Regions from separate parts of the Lactuca sativa genome. Here region 1 is linked to region 2. The links are chromatin contacts, called in public Hi-C maps. All regions are on one chromosome and are shown on one strand. The core of a region is the stretch at or near the end of the contact, and the rest is flanking DNA. Distances in the headings are between cores, read along the strand shown. Region 1 holds the start of LOC111893145. Region 2 holds the start of LOC111893143 (protein NPGR1).

Region 1 (2,700 bases), core at 102-2,601, 190 kb before region 2:
TTTCTCAAAGCTCAGTTTAAACGTAAATGAAACAAAACTCGACTACGAAAACCGTTTTCCTTTCTTCATTTCTCTTAATGTTCTTCATAATCGATTTTACTCGCTGGAGAGGTAGAGAGAAACCCTTAGTGACAAATGACTGTATGAGAAGCGATCCACAAGCAACGTAATTTCTAAGCTTGCTGGAATGGAATTCAGGAGCATAGAGAGGTCGTGTACGTGTGTCGTGTGCTTGTGTTCTCACATGTTGACTTTTTTAAGTCAAACACCAATAAGTTTCTCAAGCATGATAGTAGTAGTTACCATGAAGGCCGTTGAATTTGACTAAAAAGACAAAGAGACCCTTTTTAGGTTTTCTTTTGCTAATCAGTCCGGGAGTATTTTAATATTTAATACCACTCCCTTCCCATTAAAATAAATGATTCATTTGACTTTATATGACTTTATCTATAGGTTTATTTAAAAATAAATGACTAGTAGTCAAATATTTAAGGTGAAAATATAAAAGAATTTTATAAATAAAAAATAATTCAACCAATATTTTATGATGGTTACAAATACATAGTAAATATGAAGACTCGTTTTTAAACACAATGTTTTAAATTTTTTAATAACATTTGTTTAGTATATTAACAAATTCACTCATTGATAATTTGATACCAACATCATCAGCAAGATCCAGGCTTTCAACATATTCCATCATGGAAAAAATCATGGACGACTCGTCAGCAAATGAGGTATACATATGCATCCGCTAAAGTTTTTTTTAATCATATTGGACCTTTAGATCCCGGACTCAATTCTTTTTACATCTCCAGATCTAGAAATATCTTGATATGTATGCATGGTGTTCTTTGTGTAATGGTTGTCGATTTGTATGAAGTTTGTGGATCATGTTTAAGCTCCTCCTGTTGAAAAAGTGATGTCTATTTAAACATATATAAAGTGTACAGGTCACATATGTGTATTTTTTTTAATATCTTAGCAACATTAACAATGTGTTTGTTATGTCACATGATATTGATGGCGCAAAATTTAAAAACGGTATTAATGTAATGCAAATCATATCATATCTCTTTACATATATTTCTAAAACTCTAAATACTTTATGTATAGCAAATTAGCAATAGTAAAACTTGAAATGGCTTCATTGACCATGTTTACGTAGTATAATTTGGATATTTTTCAATCTCTTTGAAGCAATATACTTTCATCGCATATTAAAGTTTGATCATTAGATAAATATACTAATGTTTATAACTAGAAGGACTGAAATTGAAATTGTATAAAAGATGAAGGGACTTAACAACTGAAAACTGAAATGATTTTGTTTTCTATATGGGGGATCCAAATTGAAACAGGAAAAGGCGACATTTTCTTTGGGGGAAAGAGAAAGAGAAAGAGAAAGAGATGGGTTGCTTCGGTTGCTTCGATGGAGGGTTAGCGAGAGAGGAAAGATTGGAGGAAGAACGCAGGGCTTCTGAAGAAGCTCGAGCTAAAGCTGCTGAAGCCGCCGAGAAAAGGTAATTCTCTTTCGTTTAATTTCAACCCGTTTATTCCTTCTTCAGAATCTGTGATCGTTCTTTGTTAGAACATACCTTCGTTTTTCTTAGCTCTTTTGATTTGATTGTTTGCAATTTCAGTCAATTGTGCTTGTTTTTAGCTCTAGGATTGTTTTTGTAGTTTGATGTAGGATCAATGGTTACTTTGACGTTCGCGATAAAGGAGACAACTTTTAAGTTAACTCGATTGAATGTTTTCTAAAATTCGACATCAAGTTCTTTCTAAATGCTAACTTCCTAAAAAATATATTTCAGTTCACTGTTTCCATCTCTAAATTGAACTCCAGGATCAGTCCATTCTAATTTTGAGTGTCTATAATAATCAAAAGGGCATCTCCAATTTTTCTAATCAGAGGAACTACGGAATAGGGATAGAGTTTGCAAAAATCTTGGTATTCTATACATGTTTGCAGGCGACTGTATGAATTCCATTACAAAGTTTACATTGTCATAAGGTTATAAAACAATAGTACTTCCATTTTTGCAAATTTTGTGACTTTTGAGTGCCAAATATGTTTATTTTGTTGCTTTTTAATTTGGAAACTCCTACCCTTCTTTTATCTCAAATGTCAAAATGCTTCTTTTGTTAGAAAGATTGGAGCATCTCAATGATGATATTTTCATGACTGAATTTTTAGGCAAGAACAATTTGCACAATCAGCTGCAGGTAGAGCTGCACGAGCTCAGATGCAAGCAGCTGCAAAACAGGCTTCAAACCCTAACAAAGGCGAACCAACTCTCAAGGTATATTTTACATATAAGAAGGGCATTATCGTCTTTTTGCGTAATTTTTATCTTATTGACTTCGGTTCTGATCATATAAATTATTTTGTGGGTGCAGTGGCAGATGGGATAACCATAGCTTTTGTAAACATAACGTTCGCCACCACATGTATTTGTAAGTCACCTTTTTGCTTCTGTTTATCTGGCATATGCCACGTATATAAAAAAATGCTGATGTGGCAAACAGTATTAATAAAAAAAAAAGCTTAGGTGGCACGGCATAGGACTAGACATTGTCTAAAACTTAATGGCATATGTTAATAATTGGAACTCATTGATTTTTTTATGTGGATAAATTGTTTGTAGGATCGTAATAAAGAAGTGGAAAGATGGAATCAGTGAAGAGAAGCTGTTT
Region 2 (2,700 bases), core at 31-2,530:
AATTTCGTTGCAGGGTTCTGTCACTAATCGCCCTAATCATCCTTGGAGACAAGCTTCTGATGTCGATTCCATAGAAAACTTGAAGTGCAGCATCAAAATTGCCTCTCTGGTACTCAAGTCTACCCAACAAAGCTCTGGCTTCCTTCAGTTTCATGTAACATGTCATTCATATACACACATTTTTACTCAATTCCACACAAAAATAGCTAGTATAAGGGAATCTGAAACATAAAATTGAAGAGATAATTTCACCTCATAGTTCAGCGAAAGGGCTTCTTTAAGGGTGGATTCAGCTTCATCCACTTGAGCATCTTCGAATTTTGAATCCCAATCTCCAGTGCCAGTTCGAGAGGAAATTCCACTAGCTGAGAAATCCCTTGTAGCCAATGATTCCGGTGACCGAGAAATTGGCTCTTCTACCTTAAATTGCTCTCCCGAACAAGCACACAACATATTTCAGCTTTATCTGTTCTATCGATGTTTGGAATGAATTGGTTTCCGCTTGTTATATGAAACTATTTACGAATGTAACGTCCCAATTCGCTCATTTGTTCCACCTGAAAATCAATTGCACACAGAAATTTTTCAGCGTAAAGCAATTTACATCTCATAGTTCATGTTGGCATTTACATAAACACATTTGGGACTGGAATGAATAATGCACCTAATTCGTGTCATATAAGCTTGGATCAGAAAAAATTGTAGTCTAGGGCAGTAAAACAACAATGGAGATCTGATAGATTGCAGAAACTAACAAGTCCTGCAGCAAATTAATACTTAGAAACAACGCACGAAACAGGAAAACGTTTAGAAAAATGTGAAGACTAGACAGAACAGAAGGAATTGGAGGAAGAATAGAGATGATGAAGGAAAACGACTAACAGAAAGTGACAAAGTTGCTAGAAAACAAACAAAGCCCGAAATGACGGGACGAGCGAGAGAAACAAGAGTTGGCTAGAGCTTAGGAAGTACCACCCACGTAAATCACCATTAACGACGTGATTTTCTAGTGCTTTAACTGTGTGTTAATATACATGAAAACACATTTAAAGGAGCTTCATCTTACTGGTTTCCTGGTTTCCTTGAGGTTAAGATGACAACAATTATGAGTAGGCTTTGACATTAGTAACACGAATCGTGAAATGAAGAAGATGAAGTGATAAAGAGATCTGAGATAATTAGTTTTTGAGTATGATTGAGAGTGATTGTAACATGTGGTTGGTATGGGGAAGAAAGTGGGGAAGGGTCGTACCACTGCTACTCTAGTGTTCCCTCAATGGTCGATTTCAGTTTCTAGTTTCAAAATTTATTGGATTCTCTGTTTAATATTAAAAAAAAGACAAAACTTCAAAAATGGTCCCTATGGTTTTTGAAATCTGAAGTTTAGTCCCTAATTTATAAAAACATCACAGATGGTCCATGTGGTTTCAAAACTTTTAACAAATGGCCCTTTTCGTAAACTTCGTTAGCTTTTGGCCGTTAAGTAAAGGGCAATTCTGTTATTTCACTTCTACAGTGACCATTTATGAAGTTTTACCTTAACTTTAAATATATATATATATATATATATATATATATATATATATATATATATATATATATATATATATATATATATATATATATAATTATTTAATAGTAAAGGGTCCCACCTCTCTCTCTCTCCAGATCTTGTATGGATGGATGAGTGAACAATGTTTGACTGAAAAAGTCAAAATTGGATCGAGACCTTTCTTAATTGCTCTAGACGTCATCTCTACTTCTTCCACCCTCCTTCTCACATCTGGTTCTGGTTCTTCTGCCAATGGAAACTATAATGAATCACACAATTCGTTTACAAAATGAGCAGATCTCTCGATGCCTTCAATCTTATTCAAGAGTCCACAAGCATTTCTCATCCTTCTCTTCTTCGTCTCCTTCAAACACATATACACACACATTTCCTTTTACCACATCAACTTCATCGAAAAAGATGCTACAAGGATCGGCGTATCATTAGACTTACACAAACCTACCGAACCTAGCCAAATGTAGTTCTGGAATCATTCTAGTCAGAGAAAAATCAAAAGACACTTCTTGATTTATACAAAGATCAAAAGGAATGAAGACCAAGAACACAAAACAAAGGGAGCATGACATTACTCAGGTGGTTGAATTCTTCTAAAACGGATGAATTTGAAAATCTCTAAAACACAAACTCACAAGATTTTTGAAACGAATGAGAAGAAGATGATCCTTGAAAGCTACAATCAAAAACGCACACATACACACACCTATTAATCGAGCCCTCTGAGATAAACAAAAGACATTCATGGTTCGATTTCACCCTTAAAATCAATTTCATATTCGAATTTGATTTCATATTGCATTAGGGTTTACCAGGTTTGAATCTTAAGAGATCGACAGTGGTTGAATCATGACATATTCAAAATTACCACAAAACCCTCCCAAACACCGAAGTCGTTGCCTTTCTCGTCAGGCATAAGTTTTCAAACACCTTTCTCGTCGGACCTAAGGGTTATAGACACCCATCAGAGCTCTTGGACATGAAATGTGGGATTTTGGGTAATTTATGTTGAAGCTTTCATGTTGGAGTTTCATCAAGAAATGGAAGGGGTTTGTGTGTGTATGTGTGTGTGTGTGTGTGTGAGAGAGAGAGAGAAAGAGAGACCCTTTAATATTAAATAATTATATTTTTTT

The links. A called contact is a pair of places that touch in the nucleus more often than the background predicts.
Region 1: a Hi-C map of leaf shows a contact between it and region 2, with 4 times the contacts expected there. The contact joins the promoter of LOC111893145 here to the promoter of LOC111893143 in region 2. A contact is called at or near these places in 2 of 4 Hi-C or Micro-C datasets (leaf and seed).

The regions. Positions count from the first base shown.
Region 1 is chr4:265,622,897-265,625,596 of Lsat_Salinas_v11, reverse strand. LOC111893145 reads left to right here and starts at 1,351. Exons shown (of 4, transcript XM_023889212.3): 1 at 1,351-1,523; 2 at 2,201-2,306; 3 at 2,404-2,460; 4 at 2,652-2,700. The coding sequence starts at 1,411. The coding sequence ends at 2,418.
Region 2 is chr4:265,435,804-265,438,503 of Lsat_Salinas_v11, reverse strand. It overlaps LOC111893143 (protein NPGR1), which reads right to left and starts at 1,280. Exons shown (of 6, transcript XM_023889211.2): 1 at 1,067-1,280; 2 at 253-557; 3 at 1-142. The coding sequence starts at 453.